Linked DNA regions of Mus musculus: all the other regions are linked to region 1. The links are chromatin contacts, called in public HiChIP or PLAC-seq maps. All regions are on one chromosome and are shown on one strand. Each heading gives the region's core, a stretch centred on a gene start, on an enhancer-like site or on the middle of the called end of the contact. The rest is flanking DNA. Distances are from core to core; before and after follow the strand shown.

Region 1 (4,789 bases), core at 1,067-3,566:
ACAAGAGTGATTTACCTTGCCCAGCATAAAATGCTTTTGACTATACACCAAGCTGGACTGCACTACATAAAACCTTGTCTCAAAAAAAATTTTCACAACTTTAATCTTAGCACTCAGCAGGATGAGGCAGGCAGATCTCTTGAGTTCAAGGCCAGCCTGGTCTACAGAGTTTCGGGACAGGCAGAGATGTTACACAGAGATATCCTGTCTCAAAAAAAAAAAAAAAAAATCAAAAAACAAAAAAATTTATCAATTTTTTGATAAAATTTAGCCAAATCAACAACTGAAACACTGGTCATTGCTAGAACTATGTTGAGGGTTCATCAACATACACCTTTTTAAAACAATCATCTCAAGTAAAAACATACCAAGTATAAACAAATGACACATTATAACACCAATTTCCTCTTTTATACTGAAAAGTTCACACAAATGAAAGAAGCCCAGGAGGAGAAAACAACTAAACACACATACACACACTATGGGTATACACAGACAAGAGACAGTAAACACACATACACACAATATGGGTGTGCACAGACAAGACACAGTACTCCCCTTTTGTTAGACCAGGAACTAACAGCACTACAGCTGGCTGTTTTCTTTGCTACCAACATCTCATGACACTCCACGATCAGAAGAACGGCCAAAAAACTGAACCCAGGTTCCAATCCATCATACCCCATGCTCCCTAATTTCCACTGAGGAAATTTTATCTCCAGGTTACAGTGACCACAAGTCACATACACAGGGAGTCAGCCTCACAGACAAGATGTTCAAAGGACTGGGATGAAACCTGCTGCAACCTTAAAATAACTTTGCCTGAATTTGTTATTGGCTAAACATTTCAAGTCATCTTGTTTTCCAACACACTTTATCAGACATCTGAACTTCAGGCAACCTGGTTATTTGAAAAAAAGCAGACTACAAAAATAGACTAAGCACGTTAACTATTATTTCCCAAGTTGTCTTTTCTCTAAGTGCTACTAAGTGTAGTAAAGGGCATATAAGTATCTGTGAAACTATAGTTCCTAATTTGGTGTTTTTCCCCCCTCTGAATTAAAACTCGTTTTTAACGCTACTCGGTGAGAAGAGACTAGCCAAAACCCGAGTCTGGAATAGCTTTTTGGATTTTAGTGCAACATGTGTCTTCGAAATACCCGCATCCTTCTAAAAAGGCTGTCCTTGCTCAGAACTTTCTTAGTTGGAAAACTACGAACTCAAAAAGGTGCCATGAGAAGCCACTCACCCGATCCTTCATTCTCCAGCTCTGCGCTAAAGATTTGGAGCCTTCGATTTTCTCACAATGTCTTTTCTTCATAAAAGCCAAAGGCAAGTTCCAATCTGTAAGGTCCGCCTCATCTTCCTCCCCGAGTCCCATAAGAGGCGACTGCAGCATCTCCGACTCCATCAGGGGAGGAGGGGGAGGGGGAGTCCTTGGCAGCAGGCGCTCGAGAACCTCCAGCCTTAAAAACTAGTGTGGACCAGAACTGGTAAAATAAAATACGGGAAAACGGGAAGCTGGGAATAGAGACGGCGGCAGAGCGTTCGAAGATCCTTATTGAGGCTAAACCTCGGAGATCTTTATCTCGAACTCTGAGCGCGAAGTTGGAGGGGGCGGGGTGGGTGGCGAGCCCGTGGGTACCCAAGCCCGCAGGACCCGGACGAGCGGCGACACGCGCGCCCGGTCGCCGGCCCCCGCAGCTCTGCAGGCCGTCAGGAGGGCGGCAAGCGGGACTGGCGGAGGCGGGAGAGACTTCAGGCCCGGCGATGACCCGGCTCTCGGCCTCCAACGCCTCAGTGGCTCCCGGCGGGCAGGCCGGCCCGCTCGCAGGGCGGCTTCTCCGACTGTGCTGGCCCGGCTGAGGCCTCAAGGGATCGGGATCGGGGGGCTTCGGGGCTCGCCCAGCGGCTCTCAGCCCTGCGGGTCCCGCACTCGCCTGAGGGGCTGCAACCTGAGCCAGGACCGGCCCATCGTGCCCGTCCGCAGCCGGGCTCCTCAGCCACCGGGCCGCGCGGCCAGGCCCGTGCTGGCCTTCTGCTTCGTGGCTCTCTCCTACCCAGGAACGAGTCCCGATACACACGCGACACGGGCCCGCGGACAGCACAGGGACACTGGGCTTATTAGGTCAGGGGAGTTTTGCCCTCTGCTCTGGAGCCACAGTGAAAACTCCTCTCATCAGCACATCAAGGAGGACGCCATATTGCCAAGGCCCAGCATGCACCGCTATCTACGGCGCGTCCAATAAGCCAAACCTCTTCGAGCGTTCTCACCGCTCTACCCCTGCTAGGGCGTAGAGCTCGGTGTTCCGTCCTCCCTTCCCCCACGCCGTTACCGAGGTTACCACGTCTTTTCTCCTTAGTTGATCTCCACTAGTAAAATAGACCATTTGCGATTGAAACTATGTCCGTTCAGTTATTTTTAAAAGCTTTTTGCTACTACAAACAAAGCTTCGTGCCTTGATATTAAAGAAAGAAACCACTTGGTTTCGTCATGATTTTAAAAGGTGGTATTTTTAAAAAGCCTCAGAAAAGACCATTGATATTAGACACATAAGACTATCGGGACTTTCTTTTGATATTTCCACTTTTAAAAGAGACCGATTTCATCGATTACGAATTTTTTGTCTGATATACTTTATTTCCTGAACAGTATATTCTTATTTTGCTACAGTTTCATGTGCAAACGTCTAAAGCTGCCCACAGAAGCAAGCCTCCCTGCTGTTGACTTCTCTGGTTCAGTTCAGTAAATCTCAGATATTGACACACTCTGAGAACTGCTTTGGTGCAATGGAAATATAAAGTAAATGTAACGAGGTGCCAGCCTTTCGTAACCAGGGTGCGAGTGAGACACTTTTTGGTTTTTTTTGGTTTTTGGTTTTTTGTTTTTTTGTTTTTTGGTTTTTTTTTGTTTTTTTTTTTTTTTTTTTTTTTTTTGGTTTTTCAAGTCAGGGTTTCTCTGTATAGCCCTGACTGTCCTGGAACTCACTTTGTAGACCAGGCTGGCCACCACCGCCCCGGTTAGTGAAACACTCTTAACCTTTAGCTAGAGTTCAGTCAACAACTGAGCCCACCTTCAGCTTTGGTGTTAGGGGAGCCTCTGTTAGTCAATGTTACTAATTTCAAGCTGCATTTTCTCAGTCTTAGGTTCCTGAACCATAAAGTTTGGATAATATTAAAGAATATTACTAAAAGGATAAAAATTTAGCTTGTAAAGATGCCCAGGCCAGCCTAAGCTACAAAATAAGACCCTTTCTTTAAAAAAAAAAAAAAATCCACTTTAAGAGAAGGGTTGAAAGCTGGGCCTGGTATTTAATCCCAGCACTCTGGAGGCAGAGGCAGGAGGATCTCTGTTAGTTGGAGGTCAGCCTGGTCTACAGAGCTAGTAGTTCCAGAACAACCAGAGCTACAGAGAGAAATCCTGCCTTGAAAAACAAACAAACAAGATGTGAAGGCATTGCAAGCCACCACTGAGAGTGAGCTCTGACTGATCCTGGTATGTTTATAAAAAGATAAAGACAGAAAAAATATGTTCTATGGGGGGAGGGGGAGGAATGGGGAAAGGGGGTTCCTCCGTAGACCCATGCTGAGGCATTCCTTCCCCCTGAGAGACCAGCCACATGTATAGAGTAGAGTTTATTCAGGGCATGGGGAGGGGAGTTAAGAGGGTAGTAGAGGCAGAGAAAGGGAGAGAGAAGGATAGAGTAGAGAAGTAGAGGTGAGCCATGGCCTTGAGCACATGGAGAGAGAGGGAAGGGAAGGGAGAGGGGTAGGAGAGAGCAAGAGCAGGAGAGAAGCAAGAGATCAAAAGCAAGAGTAAGAGAGGGATGAAAGGGATAAACAGCCCCTTTTATAGTGGGTCAGGCCTACCTGATTGTTGCCAGGTAAGTGTGGGGTGGAATTTAGACAGAATGCTAACAGGTCCCACAACTCCAATGTAGTCTACTAACTGTAGGCCTTACCACTAAAGCCTGGGTTAATCTGCAGATGTGTTCCTCAGAGTAGATCCAGGGTTGGACACAATGTGACAGTCCCTAACACAACCCTGCTAGCATCTGAGAGTCCAGGCTGCAATCTCAGATCCCTCTCACAAGCATGTGGGAAGTGTTTCCTGCTGTTTAGTTATCACCCCCCAAGAATTCCTGAGGTTACAGTATCACACAGAGCCCATTATCCTCCTAGTCTCAGAGCAGTGCACCAAAATCGAGTGTCCCCATTACCACCAGCCCCTCCCCACCACTACCAGCAGGGGCTTTAGAATTTCTAGAATCTATAGAAGAAATCATAGCACCTCCTGCTTCCACCTTGTCCCAAAGTATCCCTTGACACTTTACTTTGTAGTCCTGATGCCCACTGGTGCCATACACACATGGTGATCCCTCCAACCTTAGGCTGCAGAGAGCTCCCAGAAACTGGAAGGCCAGTGAACCTAGTATAAAAAGACCCTGGAACAAGAATAACAAGAGACCCTGGAATAACAAGAGACCCTGGAACCAAGCTGGAAGGCAAGGACCAATGCCAAGGTTGTCCTCTGACTTCCACATATGTGCTATGACACTTGTATTCATACATGTAAACATTTATACACACATACACAAACAGGCATGCCTATCCAAATTACAAGTTTCAAGCCTGTGAGTGACCCTATATAAAAATGAACAAAATGTGACTGGACCCCTAGCTCATCAGACAAACATATGTAACTCCACCTCCAGGGCATCTGACACCCTCTACTGGCCACTGTGGGTATCTACACACATGTGTATTCACATGTATGTAACACACACAG
Region 2 (4,789 bases), core at 582-3,081, 110 kb before region 1:
AACTTGTTATGCTTATGGCTCTGTTCTTATAACCCCTCCTATTTTTGGCCACTAAATCCATTTGGAAACGCCCTACCCCTGAGCTATAAAAACCTAGTCTTCCACACATTCAAAGGTAACTTCTAAAACCCCACCTTGGTCATGTACACAAATAAAAGAGCTTGCTTTAATTAATTTGGCCATGGTGGTGTATGTTGGTGGTCTTTCTCCTCCCATCTTTGGAATTAACACCATACCTAGGAGCGGTTATGACATCCTTTTGACCACCCTAAGGTAATGGTCATGGGGAAGGTTTTATCGGATATGTGAGAGAGAGTACATCCAGAGGCACCTGGAAGGGTCCCACTGAACCAGGCCAGAAAAGTGGGGGAGAGGGCAAGTGGGTATAAAGAGGAGCAGAGGCCCTAGATAACGGGGAGAGAGAGAAGACCCCAGGGAGCACACGGCTGAAATGGAGGAGAGATGGGGAAGCGCAGCGAGGCACTGGGTGAGGCTGGGGATGAGGAGCAGGCAGTGCAGTTGGAAGAACTAAGAGGAGTCACAGAACCAAGTGAGCCTGGTGGCCAGAGTGTGCTTTGGTGTGCTAATAGGCACCACAAATAGCTATCTGTCCTAGGTTTCTTTGGGACCTGACAAAGAGGAGCCAAAAGGGGCTCAAAATTGGCTATTTATTCTCTTTGTGAACACACAAGGAAAGCAGAAAATGTTTCTATTTACTACCAAGAGAAATAACAAGGAAATCATAAACCAAATTCAAGTTATCTTCATGGTTTGCAAGCCCTAGAGGTGGCCAGGTCTCCATAGCAAAGCTGCCTTCTTCACTTAATGCAAACAAAGACTCAGCTGTCCTTGGAGGCTAAACACTTAAGGTAGAGTGTGGACTGAGAGAAGTGACTGCCAGGAAGAAATGCTACCTGTACCTGAAGGCTCTTAGAGTGCTTCCCTACCAGAGACCTGAGATGACTAAGGCGGAAAGGGAAGGGAAGTCTCCAGAGAAGGCAGACTATGCTCATTAGGTGACAGCAGTGGGGACCACGGCTTCCCTCCAGCACTGACCTTACTGATTAGCAGCCTTTTCCTCCCTCAGAATCTTACTGGGCAACATGAGAAAAGTCAATTAACCTTAGTGCATATGCATATTCCCTATAAGTCAGTATGTGTGTACACTCCCTATGAGTCAGTGTATATTGCACACTCCCTATGAGAAAGTGCGTGTGCACACTCCCTATGAGTCAGTGTATTGCACACTCCCTATGAGAAAGTGCATGTGCACACTCCCTATGAGTCAGTGTATTGCACACTCCCTATGAGAAAGTACGTGTGCACACTCCCTATGAGTCAGTGTATTGCACACTCCCTATTTATTTCCAAAAGGCCCAAACACCATCACTGCTCATGACCCTGTTCTTGGAACACTCCTAAACAGTGCATGTTCTCAACCTCCTCGGTCTCACAAAGGAGCCAGAGCAGGCCCAAGCCTCACGGTCACAGCTCCAATTCACATCTCTCACGGATCAAACCAGATTCTGACCCTGTCCAGAGTCTGCTACAAGGGTGGGTGTGTCTCTGTTCCTGCACAGTGACCTCTCCCATCTAAATTAACTTCAAATTCAGGAACTGCAGCTGCAGGACTTCAGCTCTCAGAGCAGTGAGGAGGGCAGGGCCAGCAGCTCAGCTGGAACACGATTCAGTGCCTATCCTGTGCCTCCTGGTGGTAGAGGCTGCAGAGGCCGGGGATCTCTGAGAGTCTGAGGTCACCCAGGTCTACAGAGTGAGCTCCAGGACAGCTAGGATTACGCAGAGAGACACTGTCTCAAAAATGGAAGGAACAAAAGAATGGGGGGGAGGGGAGATGACAACAAGAGGCCACATCAAATAAAGAAGAGATCACTCAGACTGAGGGCAGGCCTACCCTCCAGGAGCCACAGCCATCTATTCTGAGGAGGTCTGCATGGACATCTGCCATCACTGCTAGTCTCTGATGGAAACACCCGGAGCTCCCTGCTCTCTACTCCCACTAATTCCTTTCTGTGGCAGTGGCTTCGTGAACTCTGCACCTCTGCATAGTTATCGAACTGCATTTGTAAGGCTCCATTGAAAACTCATCTACTGCCTGCAGATACTACACCTCACAGGAGTGTGGTTCTTCCAGAGCACACCCAAAGGCACAGAGTTGGAGTCATGCCAAGATCTTAATAAAATTAGGGATTCATTATTTCTGACCTTAGCTCTAGCAAGGTCTTATCTTGTGTGATTGAAAAAAAAATTTAAATTTAAAAAAAGTAGATTCAACCTCATTTCTTACCTATCACACTGGGAGGACACATTAATGGACCAGCATGAAAGGCACTTCGGATATTAATAATGTGCCTCCTGGGGGTTGACAGGAATTAATTAATATTTTTAAGGGCTTTGAAATGAGAAACACTAAATTAAATGTCACCACACCACGTAAGGTTTTGTTTCAAAATGAGGATGCCTGGATAATGGCTCTGTGGAGTGAAAGGCACAGCAGCAGGTGAGACATCAAGGAGTTTGGGGGATTTATGGGTGTTTTCATTGGGCATTCAAAACAACAAAACTCCCCAAAACACCACCCATCACACTAGGCATTCCTCCTAAAAAGCTAAATCTCACAATGTAATAAAATAGGCCACGTGGGTTTTGGAGCCTGCAGCAGAGAAGGAGAACATAACAATGAATAACTTGGTGCAAGGGAAGCCTGGTGCTCTGGACTCCATTCCTTTCCAGTGATAGCCTCCAGCCAACATCTGCCTGGGTGACAGCACACAGCTTCCTAGGCTAGTGAGGTCCAGGAAGGGCTCCTGAGAAGGGACTCTGCAGTCCCTGCCATGTTCTTCACTGATCTGACTCTCTCTCACACAGGGACAGTAGAGGCCACTATAGGCCACCACAGTGTAAGAAGGCTAGGCTGCCGAGCTGGAGGATGGTGTTGCTCCCATCACAAAGGCAGCTGTGTGGGCCCATCACAAACTTGGGTTGCAGTAATATGCTTCAAGGAGAGCCACAGCCATGACAAGAAGAGGAAAAGGGCTGCATGCAGAAAGAGTCTCCTCTTGACAAACTCCTAGCTGGGCTCGGAAACCCTGTGAAGCAGTGGCAACATGTCCTCTATCTCTCTAGGACTTCCAGCACCACTGCCCTCTTCAACCAGGACTGTGAGAATGGAGCCTGTCTTTGCCAGTTTTGTTTGTTTGTTTGTTTGTTTTTTGAATTTTGTTTTTTATATAAATAAACCTCCCAGTGTAGTGGCACTAGCCTTTGTACTTGGAAGGTTGAAACCATGGGCTCAGAGCCTCCACTTTTCCTTATTGTTGAGAGTTGTTTTAGGGGTTCCCTGCAGATGATGCACTGCCCTGACAGCTAACTTCTGATCCAAGCCATGGACAAGAACATGTTAAGAAACACATCCCACATCTGTACCAAAGCACCCAGTTCACTCCAGTCAGACATAGCCATCAGACAAGCTACTATCTCATTGGTGGCTCTCCAGCCCTCAGCAGTACCCAGTAATGGATGTCTTCCTGTATGAAACACACTGTATGTCTATGGTGAAGAACCAGGAAAGCAAGCCTTCAGTGAGCAGGCAGAGGAGGGCTACTGTAAAACATGGACCTGGGTAAAAACCATGAGAATAACTGTCTCTTCCAGACAAGAGGCTGAGGCCTCAGTGAACCCCATGTCAGATCATAATCTGTAGAAACCTCTTCAAGGGGAAAGTGAGGAGAACAGAAGAGACGGCAAGAGTTAAGTGTCGGCAGAGCACAGCAGAGTGCCCAGCTGGTGAGGCTGTGCTCACTCTTCCTTTCTCTTTGGCTGACAGACGGACAAGAAGATGAAGAGTAACAGCACTCCTTCAGGGAGCACACCAACACACACAAATGAGAAAGAATACACAGCAAGATTACCTGTCTCCTTGCTGTGGCCTTGCCACTCTTCAGGCTGTTTTCATTAACCATAGCAGCACTTGGCCCAATCTTGCAGGCCTAAGGCCTTCCTGACCCAGCACAGCAGAGCCTGTGGTTCCACACCTGGCACTTGGGTGCCACCAGTCCCTCATCTGGCTTTCCTGTGTCTCACTTTGCATTCTGTTGCTGTGATAAGCACCATGGGTATGGAGAAAAGGGTTTGTTTCTTCTCATAGCTCACAGTCCATCAAGAAGGATGTCAGATCCGGAGCTCAAGGCCAGGACCTGGAGGCAGACACTATAGCAGATAGCATGGAGGAATGCTGCTTACTGGCTTGCTCATCCTGCTTTACCATACAACTCAGGAATACCATAGTGGGTTGGACCTTCCCACAGCAATCAGCAATCACGAAAATACCCCACAGATTTGCCGGTAGGCCAGTGAGATGGAAGCATTGTCTCAACTGAGGTTCCATCTTTCTGGATGACAAATATCTGACCAGCACAGCTGCCTGCTGACTCTTAGCTGCTACTCCTCAGCTTCTGAGCTATGTTCCTCCTGCCTCAGTCTAGGCAGTTCTTATCACCTAGCATTTCGTCTCACAGTGCGCACTCCCAGGTGTGCCTCCAAGGGCAATCTCTGGCCAAATTCCTGCCTTGCTGCAGCTTACCACTCCACTGTATTTCCTGTCTCACCCCAGATTCATCTACAAAATCTAGAACCTCAAACTCAAGTAGCCTGATACCTGGAGATAACAGCCACGGGAAAAAGACAGACAGACAGACAGACAGACAGACAGACAGACAGACTCACACACACACACACACACACACACACACACACACACACACACACACAA
Region 3 (4,789 bases), core at 1,599-4,098, 88 kb after region 1:
CCTCGGTGAACCTTCCAGATTCAGAGTCGAAACAGAAATGTGATGTCATTTCTCACTGCTCCCGCCTCACCTAGTGGCCGTCACCCTTAAAGGAGATGCCAATCCCACTTCAAGAGACTGGGTCTCTAGCTCAAGTGCCTCATCTCTTGTCTGTCCATTCTGTTTGTGGGCCCAGTCCCAGGACAGAATCATCCCTGTCAGGGCCACCTTGCCTGGCATGGTGCCTCCTAAGGACAGAGAAACCTTGGGGCTAGGCTGCCTTCATTAGCTCCCCAGGGCAGCCATGGGCATGACAACTCTCCAGGACACACCGTTTGCTCTATGAAAGCTGGAACTTTGGGCCTTTCCTTTTCCAAGAGAGCCTCTGATCTCTGGATATTCACACTACGACATCGAGGGCATGTTGGATCCTAGGGTCACAGCGCCTCATCTCTCATCTGTCCATTCTGCTATGGACTGGGAAGGCTGGTTTTGGATGGATGGATACCCCAGAAACTGTAGAATCTGGCTGAACCAATGGTGGGACTGGGGTGGGGCCTGAATTTTCTCTGGAGGTGACCAAGTCCCTAGTGCCCAGATGACTAGACCCAGGGTTTGACCATTTTCTGCCTTTAGCCTTCGTGACCCGGAGAGCCACTCCTGATCCTGCATAGGCAGAGGCCAGAGCTGTGAGAGACACCCTGCCTTGGCTCAGTGCCAGTATTACACTTGGGGGAAGGGGGGAGAAACAAAACAAAACCCCCAAACAAACTCAAATCCAAAAAACAAAAGGCAGCTGCCAGCAGAAGGGAGGCTGAGTAACAGCCGGGCTGAGTCATGGCAGGAGGAGGCATTTGGTATGAGCGGGAGAGTATTCGGCCAGCTAGGAGCAGCCTCCTTAGGCCTAGAGGGAAGGGGAGGAAGGGGAGGCCCACATGCTGCCCTCTCTGGACGTCTGAGGTACTAGTCAGCATCTCTATAGAACACAGAGTCTTCACAGGTCCACATGCTAGGGATGGCATGGGGCAGACCAGCTCCCCACCCCCGCCTTGCATCGGGAAGCTCGGGCCCAGGTGCCACCCAGACCTCCTCAGTCTTGCCTCAGCCCAGTCTTAGAGGTAACAGACATAAACCATTACAAGGTGGTTGTAGGAATGAAGAGAGCCGCCTCAAGCACACAAGCTCTGGCTGCAGGCCTTCGGACCTGGGGCACCTGATGGACACGCTGGCAAGGCTGCTGGCTGGCGCCCTGCTCTTTCCTTGACAACTTTCCCACAGTTCCTCCGTAATGCCCCTGGAGGACCTGCCTTACCATAACTCTCCAGGATGGATTCTGTTTACCTCTTCCTTGAGAACTGAGGTTCCTGGCTCTTCTGTAAGTCCTGAGTGCAGTAGACATGGCTTTGGGGATAGCCGGGAGAGAAGTGGATTTCTGACCCCAGCTAGTGTCCTGGCCAGAAGACTGGGCAGCCCCTCGCCCCTGTGGTTCCAGTTGCTGCCGGTGTGGCTAGGGACAGTTGGTAAAGAACCCTGCCCAGCACCGTGACCTCAACTAACACAGCACAAAGACTAGCCCTCAGGGAGCCTTGGGTGAGCCTGGTAGGGTGTGCCAGTGTGTCTTCACTGTACCACCCCCTAACAGACAAGTGTCTGTGTGCTGGTGACACCCTCATCCTACTGAAGCTTCAAGTTTGGGAGCTGGCAGATGTCTGAGGATGGTTTTCTGTCAGGCATTGGGAACCTGAAAGAAAGAAGTCACCCAAGACCACCCAGCCAGGTTTGCTGGGAAAGGCTAACCCTGCTCCATGAGATACCTCACCTCTCTTCCGAGGATGGGCAGGGACTCCACAAACTCATTGGCTTTACCCCACTCAGAACTCGTGTGGTCCCAGCCTCTCCTTCAGATGTGGTCTGCTCCCTGCTCGCTCTAGCGGGTGCCTGCCTCTCCCGCCCCCAAGCTCCCTGCGGGAAGGGGTTCCTATGGCACCCCTTCCCCCGCACACACTTAGCTCACTGGAAGCCATCTGCCCGGAGATGGTGGCAGCAGATGCCTCAATGCACAGCGGTGCCTGAAACATAGTCGGCCCAGTGCCCAATCAACCTGGGCCCGTCCCATCAGGGCAGGGGCTGTGGCCAGAGGCGTTTTTTTGCACAGTGAGGACAGGCAGGTCCTGGATCCAATGGCATTTCTAGGATATACATACCAAGTTGGTTTCCAGGCCTAGACTGGGAAAAAGAGCCCTTAGCCTCATCCCTGCCAAGGATGTCTGAAAGCCAAACCTACTTCTTCAGCCTCAGGAAGAGGGTAATGGAAGAGGAGCCAGACGTGAGACAGGACCTCTGTGGGCCACAGCACCTCCAAAGCATGGTGGTACACACCTGTAATTGGGAGCGGAGGCAGGAGTTCCCGGCCATGGGCAACAAAGGGAGACACTATCCCAGTACACAATGAAAAGATAAAAAGACAAGACTCGGGTTGAGCCTGGAGTCCTCTGGACTGATGCTAGAACTGTCATTCCCAAAGATCTGCTTCTGTTGGGGCTGCAGACCTCTGATATAGACCTCTGGTATAGCCCCACGGTCTGTAGCCCAGTGCTCAGTGTAAGAGAGGAAAATTCATTGTGTAAGCCTGCCTGGGGCAATGGGCAGACAGCCAGATTCCTCAGGACCCCACGGCGGAGAACCAGGAGGCTCTGAAGGCCCAGTCCTTCCATCCTCCCCGGTTCACCCTGCATCCCCCTCGCAGCGTCCCTGCAGGGCGAGTGTGCAGACACAGGCTCACCGACAGGCGCGCACACGCCTCCGGGCCGCCTCTGCTCCCCTCGCATCTTGCATTTGTTTTGCTTCAGCAGGGCTCGAATGGGGACAAGCTGCACTCTCTCAACTAGCAGATCCCTTCAGCCCCCCACGGAGGTGCCATATGTCAGTGTCATGAATAGGCATGAGGTTTGGGGGCGGGGCAGTGGCAGCTGCCAATCACTGGTTGGCTGAGTGGCGCGGACAAAGCCGAAGGGTGTGGTGGGTCAGGGTCTGGGCTGCTGTTCTGAGTGGGCACCCCTAGCACCCAGAGGGCCTTTCTAAAAGCAAAGCCAGATCTCCAAAGGTACAGGCAGTAATGGCCCAGAGTCACCAGAGCCCTCCATCTTTGTGGCTTATAATGCCAGCTGAGGGGGTCGCGCACTTCGTCCGGGATGACTCTGTCCTACTCCCAGGACACCCGCCCTGGCCTTCAGGAGTCAGGGCCAAGCCTGCACCTGCCAGAGCAAGGGAGGCAGTCAAATTTAGCTAGAGGTGCAGTGGGTCACTCCAGAAAGACTCAGAGCATCCCAGAGCCTTGAAGGTTGCCAGGATTCTGCCGGTAGCTGCCAGTGTGCTGCCAATGGTCCCATGTGCCAAGTGTGCTGTAACCTGTCCGTAGGCAGTATCCTGGCTGTTCTCTGCTTCTCTGTCGCCAGCGCTGTGTTTCTGGGGTCCATCCACCCCTTTATCTCACAGCTCTGCCGTTTGTCCCCTTTACCTTGAGGATGTGGGTGACCCTTTGCTTCCTGCGGTCACATGTTAAGCAATGGACACTGGCAGTGCAGTTATCCCTCCCAGAGATGGTCTAACCCAACCATTGGTCCCCTCAGCCGAGACCTTTTCGGCCACATGACCAGTGACCATGTTATGAACGAAGGAACGGAGCCTGTGTCCGTCTGGGGTGGTGGGAAGGTTCTGCCCACTGTGGGCCCCTGCAGGCTCCTTCGCCTCATTTCCAGCCCTGCTGGAGGCTGAGTATGGATTGGACTGACTGCTCCAGGTTAATTGGCTCTCTCTCCCCTGCCAGCATGACGGATCCTGCATGACATTTCCCCAGATAGTTAATTGATAGCCAAGTAATTTGTCATGGAGACCTCGTTATATGCCAAGTGGGTCCCCTAAGCTGTTAGCGGCTGTGCCCCAGAAATAAGATTGGCAAGTTAATAATGGAGCCTTAATCATACTGTTCCTTGTCAGCGGAGGAAGAGGATGTCTAGGAGGTAGCATGGCTTTTTCCTAGGACCTCAGAGACCAAGCTGCATGAAGTCCTGAGGACCCACTTCTGCTTTGCTTAGCTTGCATCTGAGGGTCTGACTGAAACCAGGGTGACTCTGCATGGCTCCAGTCCACTGTTCCTCCTGGTTCCCTTTGGAGGAGCATCAGAGGGACCAAGGATCACCTAGAGCAGTGATTCTCAGCCTCCTTAACACTTTAACACTGTTCCTCAAATTACGGTGACTCCCAACCATAAAATTATCTCCATTGCTGCTTTATAACTGTAATTTTGCTACTGTTATGAATCATAATGAAAATATATCATATTCAGAATATCCAATATGCCATTCATGTGACATGGTCATGTGCCCCCCCACCCCCACACACAGGTTGTGACCCACTAACCTAGAGGGAGAGGAGACCATAAGCTGCTGTGCCTGCTCCTGTGCCAGGGCCCTAGGGCATGAAAGCCAAAGGGGGCAACAGAGTCTCAGACTGCACAGTCCCCTACCCCATCACTGGGCCCCAGCCTCAGCTTCAGCCCCCAGAACAGCAGCCCTTTGGATCTGAACCATCTGAGGGACCCAGGTGTGGAAGGCTTCCTGCCCGTTCTCTGGCACTCTGGGAAGGTGGAAGACCTCTATGAGGTGAGGTTTAGGTGAGACCTTTGAGATATAATCCTGTAGGGGACCACAGGACCCCGTTTCCTCACTCCCTTGCTTTCTGGCTGTCACAAGACCAATCGTGGCTCCTGACTAAGTAAGGCATGCTGCCTCCCCTCAGGCTCCAGAGCGAC

The links. HiChIP or PLAC-seq counts read pairs in DNA pulled down with a chosen protein or histone mark.
Region 2: a contact with region 1 is called in an HNF4G HiChIP or PLAC-seq map of pancreatic cancer cells. The contact joins the enhancer-like site here to the promoter of Rptor in region 1. A contact is called at or near these places in 4 of 39 promoter capture datasets (the 3T3-L1 cell line, the C10 cell line, hippocampal neurons and 1 more), 2 of 484 Hi-C or Micro-C datasets (bone marrow-derived macrophages and pancreatic cancer cells), 11 of 115 datasets of contacts at active chromatin or transcription factors (the SCID.adh cell line, bone marrow-derived macrophages, embryonic hindbrain and 6 more) and 3 of 9 other capture datasets (adipose tissue, liver and macrophages).
Region 3: an H3K4me3 HiChIP or PLAC-seq map of embryonic forebrain shows a contact between it and region 1, with 3 times the contacts expected there. The contact joins the enhancer-like site here to the promoter of Rptor in region 1. A contact is called at or near these places in 16 of 39 promoter capture datasets (the 3T3-L1 cell line, 3T3-L1-derived adipocytes, the C10 cell line and 9 more), 7 of 15 datasets of contacts at CTCF or cohesin (the NIH/3T3 cell line, embryonic stem cells, large pre-B cells and 2 more), 103 of 484 Hi-C or Micro-C datasets (3T3-L1-derived adipocytes, the 63-12 cell line, the AML12 cell line and 58 more), 26 of 115 datasets of contacts at active chromatin or transcription factors (the 230-238 cell line, the SCID.adh cell line, astrocytes and 15 more) and 4 of 9 other capture datasets (adipose tissue, embryonic stem cells, liver and 1 more).

Annotation. Positions count from the first base shown.
Region 1 is chr11:119,600,432-119,605,220 of GRCm38.p6, reverse strand. It overlaps Rptor (regulatory associated protein of MTOR, complex 1), which reads right to left and starts at 2,316. Exons shown (of 34, transcript NM_028898.3): 1 at 1,250-2,316. The coding sequence starts at 1,411.
Region 2 is chr11:119,712,508-119,717,296 of GRCm38.p6, reverse strand. The region is part of intron 3 of Rptor (regulatory associated protein of MTOR, complex 1); the gene reads right to left. Among named protein-coding and RNA genes, the nearest start is that of Rptor, 110 kb to the right of the region's middle. Within about 2 kb of position 1,831, at least 46 of the 459 cell types and tissues checked have an H3K27ac peak or open chromatin away from gene starts, as enhancers often do. A contact at or near this core is called in the SCID.adh cell line, adipose tissue, bone marrow-derived macrophages and 1 more, where this site is marked.
Region 3 is chr11:119,513,245-119,518,033 of GRCm38.p6, reverse strand. No RefSeq gene overlaps it. Among named protein-coding and RNA genes, the nearest start is that of Gm39484, 7.5 kb to the left of the region's middle. Within about 2 kb of position 2,848, at least 72 of the 459 cell types and tissues checked have an H3K27ac peak or open chromatin away from gene starts, as enhancers often do. A contact at or near this core is called in the N1E-115 cell line, brain, cerebellar granule neurons and 11 more, where this site is marked.